Regions from separate parts of the Sus scrofa genome. Here region 1 is linked to region 2. The links are chromatin contacts, called in public promoter capture Hi-C maps. All regions are on one chromosome and are shown on one strand. Each heading gives the region's core, a stretch centred on a gene start, on an enhancer-like site or on the middle of the called end of the contact. The rest is flanking DNA. Distances are from core to core; before and after follow the strand shown.

Region 1 (6,581 bases), core at 3,736-6,235, 290 kb after region 2:
GCCACCTCTCTCCACCTCACATATGAGAGTCACTTTCTAACCTCATCCTAAAACCTCCCAGGATTTCTTCCCACAAGTGTTCTCCCTTAACTCTTAGAAATTATTTCAACTTTTTTCCTTCTTTACTTAAATTTCATTCCTGGAGACACCTGGCCCACAACCCCAGTGTTGTGCTTCAGAAGTGACACCTCTGGGTTGAGTCACGGGGACTCAAAAACTCTAGAGAAGGAGCTTCATTGCTCTGAAATTCAACATGGCATTGGGCTCACTTGCTTGACAAATTTGACTAAGTCAGTCTGGCCTTCTCCAGAGAATGGGTGCAGTCATGTCTGCCCCACAAGGCAGAGGCATGCAAATAAGAAGCACTGGGAAAATTCTGTTCTCAGACTCTCTGGGGTCACCTAGCTTCTGGCTGAGTCTCTGATACCTGAGCCTGCTTTCAACCCTGGCCCTCAGTTAATTGTCAGCCCCACGGGTCCCTCTGCCTGTACCTCTCCCCTCAGCCTGGCTGCCTGAGTTTGCTACAGCTGCAAACACCCACAAGGATACCATGACTCATTTGACCATATGGTTCTTCCTTGTTCCTGCATCCTTCTCTCCCCCAGTTCCCAGGTGCCGCTTTAAGACAATGATCCTTCTGTGACCATGGATATTCTGGGAAAACAATCTTAGCACCACTTTCCCTAGGGAGCCCCCCTCAGTGCCTCACCACTGTTCCCTGTCCCTGACTCCCTCTGTGGACAGCACTACCAGTGGGAGACCCTGTCTCTGCCAAGCCCCTGGGACTGGGCTTTGCAGCAGGTGCTGGGCGAGGGCTCCAGGGCAAGGCCAACCTACTTGTGGAACCAGGTGGTTTTCATGTACTTCACATTGTAGTACTTGACCCTGCTGAAGATCCGGATCCCTTCCTCTGTCCCTTGGATTTTCAGTGGGGTCGCAGAGAGGGCTGGGGAGGAAGAGAAGAAGGGTGAGTCATCCCCAAGGCCCTTTGGCAGCACATCTGGGGGGCAGTCAGCTCACTCCTGCCCTGGGGTGTGGTGGTGCTGGGGGAATGCAGTGTGGTGAGGAGGCAGGAACGTCTCCCTCTCCCCCAGTCTTTGAGGTTGGAAACTAAACCCACACCCCTGGCAGCCAAGGATGGCTGGAGCCCTGCCCCCCCCAACCCCAGGAGGCTATGTGGTATTGGGGCAGGGCTGGGCAAAGAGGGGGCTTGCTTACCACCAATCCTGCCCAGCTCAGTGAAGATGTCGTCCAGGGCTGAAGGGAGACAGAGGGAAGGGTCAGCAGATGGCGGGCTCCCCACAGATGCTTGGGACAGGGGTGGGGGCACGTCCTTGGACAAGGCTGGTGGAGCTTATGAACAGCTCCCAGGATGCAGGCTTGGGGGCGGGGAGGGGATCTGGGGCGCGTTCGACTGATGCAGCCCTGGGGGTGGGGGTGGGGCTGGGGCGACACGGATGGAGGATGGATGGGTCAACCTGACGATTTTCCTGCAGGCTGAGCTAACCAGCCCTGTGAGGGGTCTGGGCCCCACGGTGGGGCAGAGCAGAGAACTCAGGCTCTGGGTTGAGTAGCCTGGGTTTGTTGTGGGATAGTGCAGAAAACATGGGCATCAGCATCACACTGGCCAGACCCTGGCCACTGGCCAGCTGTGTAGCCGTGGGCAGGTCACTTAACCCCCCTGAGCCTCAGCTGCCCCAGGGGACATGGATCCCATACGTTTACCCCATGGGTCACAGTGAGGCCCTTTCAGCCCGTCTCTAACCTCATGGCTCCTACCTTCACCTGTGAGGTCCAGGATGGTGTCGTCCTCCCCCCGATCGTCAGAAACCTCCGCTCTGTAGACGCCCTTGTCCTCCTTGGACAGCTGGAAAGAAGGACGAGAGAAGGTGTTTCTGGCCTGGGTTCCAGAAGGAGCGATGGGCAGCAGTTCGGGAGGCCTGGGCTCCAGGCCTGTCCCAACTCTGTGTGTGACCTCAAGCAAGAGGCTTCTCTTCCCTGGGCCTCAGTTTACGCACGTGCAATGGGTGATGTGTAAGGCTCCTTTCTCCTCCAGAGCCTTTGATCCCAAGCTCATGGCTTATCTGGGCCTGGGGGCAGGAAGGGGAGTCTGCGGCTGGAAACCGCAGGTGGATTTTCAGGGAGCTGCTTTGAGTAGAGCAGAGCGAGCCCCCCTTGCAGAGCTGCGTTGAGCGGAGCACACCCTCCCCCTGAGCTGCTCTGCTCCCTGTGGCCCCCAGATGGAAGGACCTTTCTGCCCTCGCAGAAGGAAGGTGCTTTTTTCTGCTCAGGACAAGGGGATCCTTCTTAGCACATGCTTGTCAACCCCAAGTAAAGCCTCAATCCACACTCAGCAAAGCTGGGCTGTGCTTCGAGAGCAAGGTCAGAGGTCAACGGTGCCCTCTCATGATACAGCATCTCCTTTGGGGCCTGGGGTGGGGGTGATATTCTGCCTCCCTGTCCCCTCAAAACACCCTTCCCACCCTGACCATCTCTACATAGGGTGCTTTGAGCAGGATCCAAGGCAGAGGCATCTCTTAATATGGGGATCGAAGGCTGAAAACCCCAAGAGTCCTGTCCTATGTCCCTTCCCCCCACCCTCAGTGAAGGCTCCAAAGTTCCAGCCAAACCCTGGGGAGGGCGACTGGAGAGATTTCTGGACCGATTCTCTAGCCTTGAATCTTGGTATTTAAACCCTCTGGGCCTCTGGGGGCACAGCCTTGGCCCTGGCTTAGGCACTATCTGCGGTCGTTGTGGGGATCGAGGGAGAGGACACTTCAAAAGCCAGAAAGTTGTGCACCAATACGCCAGATAATTATGACAAGACTCCGTAGCTATTAAGCACCCACTTGAGGCCAAGCCCTGTGCCAGGAGTTTGCACGGTGATGACAAAGGCCAAATTGGCATCATCTTGGCTGGGATTTGGGACGGGACCCTGAAACCACGATTCCTTCCTCGTCAGCAATCCTGCATTTACCGCAGTCCTTGGCACATAGGGAGGCTACAGAAATCAGTGGTAGGGCGGAAAAACACCGAATGCTTAAGAATAAGGCTTGTATTTATCTCTTAACCAGGTCTCACTCCTCCAAGGGCCATGAGGTGGACGTGGGTTGGAGAAGTGAGCTCCAGGGAGTTTCCATCGTGGCTCAGCAGTTTAAGCACCCATGAGGACATGTGTTTGATCCTTGGCCTTGCTCAGTGGGTTAAAGGATCCGGTGTTGCCGTGAGCTGTGTAGGTCGCAGACTTGGCTTGGATCTGGTGTTGCTGTGGCTGTGGCTTAGGCCGGCAGCTGCAGCTCTGATTCAACCCCTAACCTGGGAACCTCCAGGCCTGCTCTGCTCTAGCCCAGACTGTTTCATAGAGACAGCCTTCCTATCCCACATCTCAGGCTGCAGGGGCAGGAAGGAATATATGAGAGAGCGTCCCTTTTGACTTGCTCGAGTTATAGATGAAAATTGAGGTCAGAGAGGGACAGTGACTAGCCCAAGGCTACACAGTCAGTGGCAGGGCCAGGAGTGAAATCCAAATGAGAGGAAAAATCAGTATTATTGAGCCTGTCTTTAAACTTTTGGCATTGTTTTCTCTATAGTCTTTGTTTGGCATTCCTTTTGATTTTTAAAATGATTGCATGAAATGAATTATTTATCTTGATCACTGAGATTTTAGCGCCCCCTAAAGTCTGTGCATGAGTTGAGTGCCTGCTTGCCTTGCCCTCTCCTGACTCCCCGCCCTGTGCTCCGGGCACTGCCTGGAGGCGGAGCCCTGAAGTCAGAGCTACCCTTACCTCTTCAATGCAGACAAGCCCTGCTCCTGTCTGCGGGTCATACTGGCCAGCTGGGAACTCTCTCTTCTGGAAGAACCACTGGAAGCGGGTTTCTTTCTTGGTGTTGGTCACCTAAGGAAGGTGCCGAGTCAAGAGACCCCTTCAGGCTTTGGCTTTTAAGTGAAGACTTAGTTTGTCAGAACTTTTGTTGTAAATGTGACCCCCCCACATTTCCCCCCCACCCCACTTCTCTCTGTCTCTTCTGATGGCTTCTAGACACTGGACTTTCGCTAATGATGTTTCCTCTGCTTCTCAATCCTTCTCCTATTCCATTTTTCCTGTAAATGCCTATCTCATCTCCTCCAGGAAGCCTTCCTAGAGTGCCCCTTATCATGAGTAATCAATTTCTTGCACCCCTCCATCACAGCAGGAGGCATGCTGTTCTCCCATGATCTTGCTTTGGACCGTGGGATCCTAGAGGCCTAAGGAGACCACTGTTTCATCTTTGTACGCCCAGTGCTTGCAGAATGTCTAACGCAGAGTAGGTGCTCTGCATTGGTTGAACGGCTACGCTTCATGGGGTGTGCCCTCCCCCTGTATCTAAAAGGCTGCAGGGTGCTGAGAAGGAGCAAATGTTTTGGAGTCAGACACCCTCTGACTCCCCCAGCTCAAGGCTCTCTCTTACTGTGTGGTCTTGAGCTATTCCTCTGCTTATTTTCTCATGGGTAAAGTGGAATCATAACGCCTCTCTCACAGATGACTGTGAGGCAGTTGAGATAAAAGAATGCCCTGAAGCGCTGAGCACAGGGTCTGGCAAGACTGACACTCAGAATCCACCCTCAGACCCCTGACCCCCCCAAACCCCTCCCAGAGCAGCTGGCAGATCTAGCTCAAGGCTGACCTAACACCCGCCCACTAACTCACTCTAACTCGGCTCCTTGGGATTTTGTTTCCTGGTTAAATACAAAATTCTTAGGGCTACTTCCTCTGCTGGGGAACAGACTAGCGCAGGGCATGGTGTTTCCAGGAGTGGGGCAAGATGGGCAAGGGGCTTGGGAACAGCCACAGGTCTGGCCCCATTGGTTTGGGGGCAGGGCTGGAGGCGGGGGCGGGGATTTGCCTTGCAGGTCAGCAGCACTTGGCAGTCCTCCGTGACCTTCCACTGCAGAGGCTCCTCGAAATACGGACCTGGGAGGGACAAACACACACGACCATCGGTCAGAGCGCCAGGCTTAGCCTGGGCGCCACCTGGTGGCGAGACAGGGGAAGGCAGCTGAAGAGGGGCATCTAGTGACCACTGGCCGCTCGGATTTTGGGATTTCCGTCCCCATCAGGGCGGGGACTGGGGTGAATGAAGTAAGGGAGGCCCTTAGGGTGCAAAATTTAAGGCGGCGCTCATTCTCGGGGTTAAGCAAGTGCTCTTTTGTTCTGGCACGAGGAGGACAACACTGGATCCAATGGTAGTGACCTTCCCTCGCGGGGGCGGGGGCAGGGGCGGGCAGTAGGGTGGAGGGGTTTATTAACCCACTAGCCCAGTGGTTCCCCAGCAATGACTGCTGGCCTGGTGGCCGAGGCAGTTCTTACCCTGTTTTCTCTTCCAGTCTCTTCTCTTGGCATCCGCCTTCCTCAGAAGTTTGTCAAACTCTGTGAAGAGAGAGGGGAACTGGCGTGATTGAGAGGAACGCGGGTCTGGAGGGTCTAGAGTGGGGGCGTCAGGGTGGACAGAGACCTCAGGGCTGGGAGCTGAGGCCAGGTGCGTGGGGTGCACCGGAGCAGGGGTGGGGCCGGGGGTGGGGGTTAGGAGGCGAGGGTAGGTGCAGGGCAGAGCTGACCGTCATCCACCAGAGCCAGAGTGATCTGGTTCTTGGCTTTTCCATCTTGGAGCTGGGCCGTGTAAGACCCTTTGTCGTCCTCAGTCAAGTTCTGGATGATAACTTCCACCAGGCCCTTCTCTCGGACAAAATTGATTTTGCGGTTCTGGGGAGAACAAACCCAGAGAGTCTTTCCTGCCCTTTTCCAATCCCAGGGAATTTATGGGGCACAAGTCTGGCCGAAGTGGGATTTGGGGGTGATATATGCAGCATTAGAAGCCTTCAGAGACTGGAGAGGGGGACTCCTGAGTAACCTTCTCCTGTATATACTGGGTTGTCCCCACACCCGGCCCCTGAGAACAAACACCCTGGGGCCCCGCAGGCAAAGAGTCTGCGTCCTTGATTTAATTGCCGTTAACCATCAGCCCCCAACCTCCTATTGGTCCGCTGCCAACAGGAAGTTGTTTTCCATTTCTTTTGCAATTTGATAGAAAAAAAAAATCCCCCTAAAACTTTAAAGGAAAAATGCGAAAAAGCCTGTGTACGTGCTACCCAGAATTAACACTCATTTACATCGGTCACAGTCTAACATTTTTGCAACATTTTCTTTTCTACATTGAAGACCTTACTCCCTCTGGCTTTATTTGTATGTATGATTTGAAGGAACCATCTGGTTTTATTTTATTTTCCTATGGGGCATCTGATAGCCTTAGCGTTGCGTTTTGAGTCCAGGCTTTGCTATACTTCCTACCGAGAGCCAGGGTCATGCTTATTAATCTTTGTTTTTCCCTCTGCTCCTACTGCATGCAGAGATGCTCCAGGCCAGGGATCCAAGCTGTGCCACAGCAGTGACCCAAGCCACGGCAGTGACAACACCAGGTCCTTAATCCTCCAGGCTACCAGAGAACTCCCCTTGTTAATCTTTTTTTTTTTTTGGTCTTTTCTAGGGCCGCACCCACTGCATGTGGAGGTTCCCAGGCTAGGGGTCCAATCAGAGCTGCAGCAG
Region 2 (6,580 bases), core at 655-3,154:
TGAGACTGGAGTCCTTGTCTGCTAGAGACCAATCTGCAAGCCATCTGTGTGCCCGCAGGATGACACTCTCTTGATAATATACCATGCCTAATACTTTTTCTGGGGGGAGAGGGGTTGCTTGAATATAGTGGGTTTATGCTAATAAGAGTAACCACTTGTTGTGGGCTTAACTATGTGCTCTACACAATTCATTTTTCACAGCAATCCCCATGTGATATAAGTTCTCAGTTTAAAGCTGAGCTGTTTTGGAAGCTCCCATTGTGGCTCAGTGGGTTAAAAACTGAACATGGTCTCCGTGAGGATGTGGGTTTGATCCCTGGCCTTGCCCAGTGGGTTGAGGATCCTGGGTCACGGAAAGCTGGGGCATAGGTCAGATCTGGTGTTGCTGTGACATGCTGCAGGCGCAACCATAAAAAAGAAAAAAAAAGAGCCAAAATGCAAAGAGGTTATAGCTGTCCTTCAATAAAACAGTAGCCAGAATAAATGTTAAAAAAAAAAAATTTTAAAAGCCGAGGTGTTTTGTGTTTGGCCACACCCAAGCATGCGAAATTTTTTCAGCCAGAAATCGAACCTGCGCCACAACAGTGACAGCACTGGATCCTTAACCACTAGGCCATCAGGGAACTCCCATAAACTGAGGGAAACTATAGATGAGAGAGGTCTAATTAGTAACCCGCCCAAAGTCACATAACTATTAAGCTAGACCAGACAGGACCATATTTACCCCTCTTGGCCAACACTCTGCTCTAATTACTATTTAAATATTTAAATGCCATTTGTTTACATTGTTACAGAATAAAACTTTTACTTTATAATTTGCACAGTTGACTTAGTGTCTTTCTGGCCGTCTCAACACGCAAGAACCACCCGTTTCTGAGGCTATGGGCGGGAACAATCTCAAGAGGGACGGGAAGCTCAAGGAAATATACCTATTCAGGGAACTTTAAAAACCGCTTTTGGAGAGCCCCGATCCCAGTAGCCAGCGTCACCTGCAGTTGCCATCTGTGTCCACGAAGGGGAAGCCGACTCTAGGCCGTTCCAGACGCGCCTCTCTTCCTCTTCATCGTCTCGCTGGTTAGCTTGGGATAAGAGCCCGCCTCCTGGCCCATAAGGCCCCGGGTCGGAAGTCTCACACTCTCTTCCTGTTTCCCATCATGGCGGTGAGTGTGGGATCCCCGGCTTTGCTTTCCTTCATCCGCCTCCATCCAGGGCCAGCGGAGCCTGTAAGGGTTATCTCGCCCGCGGCGCGAGGAGAGCGGATCCCGCAATGCTGGCCGTGCCGAAATTGGCGGACCCACGCGAGGCGAGGGCACGGAGCTGGATCCTGTCACTTTCCTCCCACCCTCCCAGGGGCGGGCTCGGGGCAGCCGCCAGAGGCCCAAAAGCACGGCCTGCGGGCTGCAGCGAGGGCCGGTGAAATGATCGGAGGGGCCTGGGACGCGGGGTCCGGACCTGTTGATGTTCCCGGGACCTTGAAACTTGTTTTTTGCTGGAGAGCCTTACCGGTTTCTCCCTTAGGGCGGACGCCAGGCTTCGGCCGCAGCTACTAGACAGCTTCCGAATCGGGTGCGGGACGCTGCACAGCCATGTGCTCGCTGCTTTCTCCCCCTCGTCGGTCGTGTAATGGGGGCGCCCTTCACCTTAGTTTGACCTTGGGGTGCATCCTTAGTGTAACTTTTACACCATACCTGTCCTGTTGCTTTCACCTGTTCCGTGCCCGGGGGAAGGAGAAACAAAACCCCAAGATGTCTTTCTCCAGTGCCTCCCAGACAAACGTAGTGTTAGTTCTTTAACTTCCAGGGCTTCCTTTGGGGTTTGGGATGCGCAGAAACAACGCTGTGTAACTATTGGGCTGCCAGCTGTGGCGGGTTCCGTGTGTTGACCGCGGCGCTTCCCTGTTGCAGCAGGATCAAGGTGAAAAAGAAAACCCCATGCGGGAACTTCGCATCCGCAAGCTCTGCCTCAACATCTGCGTTGGGGAGAGTGGAGACAGACTGACCCGGGCAGCCAAGGTGCTGGAGCAGCTCACAGGCCAGACTCCTGTGTTTCCAAAGGTGAGTAGTGGCGTCTGGGTATGTCCCGACGTTCCTTACTTAACCTGTTGTCCAGTCTGTTTTGTATTCATTTTGAAGGTGACAGTTGACATCTCTTAAGCGTTGCCTTCTTGAGTTTCCTAAGGAGTATCTTCTTTCACGATAGGGTGGGCTGAAATACAAAGTCTGATTAGCAGTTAGGGTTATGTAGGCTACGTTAAGAATAGGCTGTGTATTTAGATTAACCTGGTTCAAATCCTGGTTCCATGACTTGCTAGTCTGTGATTTACTTTCCTTATTTGTATACCAGGGATGATCATATTTCGTTATAAGGTTGTGGGAGATAGAATGGGTTATATGAAATGCCTGCTACATGCCAAGCACCATGTCGGCATTGTTATTGTTAGACATATATTTGGGTGAGTGTGTGTTTAGAATTTTGTTGCTTTAGGGTAAGGGAATGTAGCAAGTCTTTGAATTCACAGCCTACCTCTTGTTATCAACTGATCTTGTGCAAGTTAACCTCTCACAGCCTCCTGTAAAATGGGGTACAAGTACAGTAAAGTGTTACCGAATGTAAGCTATTCAGTGGCCTAGTCTGATGGTGAACTTGCCTTTCTTGAGACTTTGACATTATGACTTTAACATTTTAATTGCTGAAGTGTGTCTGTGACTTGGAAGTTGGAAGATCTGTTTTCTGTGTTATAAATGAATGATGAACAGATATAGGTGACACTGGTAAGAATACCACGGCTATAGAGTGGGTGGATACCTGATGTCCCTCTGAAGTTGTGGAGGTGGTGTTTTGGGGAAGGGGGGAGTTCAGTGAGAGTGTGCCAAGAGCTGACTCCTTGTTACCCCATCTGCAGCTAGATACACCGTCAGATCCTTTGGCATCAGGAGAAATGAAAAGATTGCCGTCCACTGCACAGTCCGTGGGGCCAAGGCAGAAGAAATACTTGAGAAAGGTCTAAAGGTGAGGCTGACCCCTCATGGGGTAATAGTAGTAAGGAGCGCCAGTAACATACTGACAGTGGCGATAGTTACTGTTTTCAGATCTTTTGAACTTCTAATGGGTCATTCCTTCCCTAGGAAAGTTAGTGAAGTTATGTGGAATCCATAGTAGAGTGTGACTTGGAGTGGGGGAAAAATCTGATTTCGTTCCTGTCCAAATTACATTGGATTGTGTTTCTGGGGTCCTGAGTGTTGCAGGCTAGCGAGTGGTGGAGGGGTGTGAGTTGACAGGGAATGATTGCTCTGTTTTTCTCCACAGGTGCGAGAGTACGAGTTAAGAAAAAATAACTTCTCGGATACTGGAAACTTTGGTTTTGGGATCCAAGAACACATCGATCTGGGGATCAAATATGACCCAAGCATTGGTATCTACGGCCTGGACTTCTACGTGGTATGAATACTTGTTTCCACTCCTGGTCTGTGAGAGTGGGATCTGCTTCTCTTTATTTCATCTGTGCTCTCTCGATATTCACACGTTGCACTGGGGCTTTGAGTGTTGTCTGTCTTCTCTCTGCTGGGAAGATAGGCCTCGGTGGTGACAGGTGTGGGGTTATTAGCACCGACTGAACGAGATGGGCAAGATCTCTACCATTGTGAGGCTTATGGTCTAGCACTGACCATGGCTTAAAGATGGACAAAGGAAACCATTTCATCCAGCCACTGAACTGAAAATTTAGGAGAGAGTATTGGGGTTGTATTTGGCTTGGGGGTTGGCTGCACTGAGGCTGCTCTTTCCCTGCTCTTTCTCCAGACCCAGGGAATGGGGTGGCTTCCATCTAGAGAAGCAAGTTTGGTAATGAGGCTCTTTGCTCAGGATGGGGGGGGTGTGAATGCATAAGTGGCCATTTGTGTTACTGTAATGCTTTGGTCAGGCATCAGAGTAAATCGCAAAACTCGGGAGTCCTGACTAGAGGGAACCCAAGCAACAGCAGCCCCCTCATTAGTAGATTTGAACATCCACACAAACGATAGCGATGTGTAGATGCTCACGGGGGACAGCAAACCTATAAGAAAAGCACTTTGGGGAGTTCCATTGCGGCTCAGTGGTAATGAACCAGACTAGTATCCATGAGGGTGCTGGTTTGATCCCTGTCCCCACTTGGTTGAGGAGCTGGCATTTCCATGAGCTGTGGTATAGGTTGCAGATGTGGCTCGGATCTGGTGTGGCTGTGGTGTAGGCCAGCAGCTGTAGCTCCGATTCGACCCCTAGCCTGGGAACTTCCACATGCTGTAGGTGTGGCCCTTAAAAAAAAGAAAAAGAAGGAACATTGGAGCTGAAGCAGAAGGGGAAAATTAACTATTTCTTTGTGCTTCTGGACATTTTGAAATTTCTACAATGCACATAAGAAAATAAGACTTATTCAAGTGTTACTCTATAAAATGGCATATGGAGGCAGTGGTGAATCCTTAGCTACCATTGGAAGTTAGGTGGGGGTGGCGGGGAGGTGCTGCAAGTCTGGCCTCCAGAGCAAACCTATAGTAAGGTGGTGTGTCCTCCAGGCTGCTGGTCACAGTTCCATCAGACACTGAGGAATGGGTCTCTTGCTCCAGAGTTCATTGGGCCACCGGGTGACTCGGAGAGGAATCTCTTCAATGTGTGAGTCTTGTCTGTCTGCTCTTGACTTTGAGCTGGCTAGGTGACTGTTGGTTATTCCTGGGACAGGTGCTGGGTAGGCCAGGTTTCAGCATCGCAGACAAGAAGCGCAGGACAGGCTGCATTGGGGCCAAACACAGAATCAGCAAAGAGGAGGCCATGCGCTGGTTCCAGCAGAAGGTAAACTTGATCTGTCTCAGGAAGTGGTGGAGTGTGGTGTTGGTGAATGGAGTTGGGATATGGGGGTGAAAAATCTAGCACCCTTTGGTGGGTAGCTTCTTTAAGATAGAACTTTTGGGCACCTGGCAAATGGGCTTCCAGGGTTGGTGGTTTAAACCTTCCAGAACCAAGCTTTCTCTGCAGCCCCATGAATGCAGGTAGCTGGAAGGGGAGGGATATGGTTTTAATAGGAGCCCCCTCTTCTCAGGGTACAGTGCAGGTGAGCACAGTGTAGCAGTTGTTAAAACTGGCCAGCTTCCTGTTTAAGCATATGGGATTGACAGTTGAAGTCCATGTGTGTGATTTGAATTCTCAAACGTTAGCCATTGCTGCGATCTTTACTGTTACCTCCTGTTCTGAAAAAATAAAATCTGTTCTCTTTCAGTATGATGGGATCATCCTTCCTGGCAAATAAATTCCCGTTTCTATTCAAAAGGCTAATAAAAAGTTTTCATTGAAATGTACAATTACTGTGTGTGTTCTGTGAAAGGAGCCTGGCCATATTCAAGTCCTTGGACCTCAAGCCACTAAAGCTTCGATGGGAATAGCTGGTAACAACCCTGTCATGCCCTGTGTGGATGCCAGCATTTCCTGGCAGACCCAAACCTGAGAGCCTGGCCGCACTGCCTGCGCTCACCACACCCTTGTTGACAGGCTGTGGGGCAGTAGTCCCATGGAAACTGACCCTAGAGGGATCGGGGTGGTCTGGGCTGGGGTTTGAATTTAGAGCCTTGATTAAAGTGGGTGCAGGGCCCCCCTCTGTGCAGTGTTCTGTTCTTCACTAGAGGTTTTACCAGCATTGGTGTCTGAAAGGATTAGAGGCTTTGGCGTGATGTGGTGTTTGGGGTTCGATTTTGGACTCAGTTTTCCTTTAAAAGGAGAATCTAGGGTTGTTGGAACGGAGGGAGATACGATTGCCTGGACTTGATTCTCTGCCCTGCCTTTTATTAGTGTTACGTTAAATCTGCCTCAGCTTCCTCATCTGTATCATGGAGGCAGTAATAGTGTATCTGTCCCCCAGGGTTGACATGTTTAATATTCGTAGAATGCTTATGCTTGTACCAGGCGCATAGGGCTCAAAAAGGGTTAATTTTGTATTTCCAAATGTGGGAAGTGTTGGCTCTTAGCAGTTTGCTCCCCCTTTGATGGGAAAATGGGACTTTCTTAACTGTATTTTTCCAGGCAGCTTAACTGAAGCAGTGATGTTCAAAAGCCACTGTTTCTCTGTTGGATACGATACTTGGCCAGTTCATAGTTTTTGGTCAAGTTTATATTTTGACCACAAGTTAATTCAGTAATGCACTCACTTGTGACTTGAGTTCACTTGTCCCTGGGCCATCTTTTCATTGCTGTTAAATGGTTCTCTAATTTGTTGGCTGCCTTCATTGGTATTTTTTAACCTGAAGCTTATTTGGGATGCCCAACTCTTTATGAAAATAAGACTATTTTGTCTTTCTGATAATACAGTCTTATCTCTTAGAGATCCAGTTGGTTAAAAGGGAAAATCATGAAATGAGTTAGCATAAACTTCTGTTTCACTTAAAACGTCAACGTGCATTCACTTCTCAATCTTTTACTATAGGGCCAGCACTTTGTAAATGGAGTAAAAAACTTGGGAAGGAGACTGATTCTTGTGATTCAGCTTCGTTTTTATTGGGGGACCTAATTGTTGAACATCTGTAATTCCACGAACAACTACACCTGGAATAACACCTTTGAG

What was found. Promoter capture Hi-C pulls out the DNA fragments that hold promoters and counts their contacts.
Region 1: a contact with region 2 is called in a promoter capture Hi-C map of liver, with 5 times the contacts expected there. The contact joins the enhancer-like site here to the promoter of RPL11 in region 2. A contact is called at or near these places in 1 of 5 promoter capture datasets (liver), 4 of 47 Hi-C or Micro-C datasets (alveolar macrophages, embryonic fibroblasts, heart right ventricle and 1 more) and 1 of 2 datasets of contacts at active chromatin or transcription factors (alveolar macrophages).

The regions. Positions count from the first base shown.
Region 1 is chr6:81,810,341-81,816,921 of Sscrofa11.1, forward strand. MYOM3 (myomesin-3) reads right to left here. Exons shown (of 38, transcript XM_021095533.1): 27 at 5,597-5,741; 28 at 5,349-5,408; 29 at 4,885-4,952; 30 at 3,786-3,896; 31 at 1,780-1,867; 32 at 1,219-1,257; 33 at 838-946. Among named protein-coding and RNA genes, the nearest start is that of MYOM3, 46 kb to the right of the region's middle. Within about 2 kb of position 4,986, at least 35 of the 83 cell types and tissues checked have an H3K27ac peak or open chromatin away from gene starts, as enhancers often do. A contact at or near this core is called in alveolar macrophages and liver, where this site is marked.
Region 2 is chr6:81,521,606-81,528,185 of Sscrofa11.1, forward strand. RPL11 (ribosomal protein L11) reads left to right here and starts at 1,905. Exons shown (of 6, transcript NM_001001638.1): 1 at 1,905-2,046; 2 at 2,049-2,054; 3 at 2,903-3,009; 4 at 3,307-3,438; 5 at 4,711-4,821; 6 at 5,246-5,320. The coding sequence starts at 1,905. The coding sequence ends at 5,275.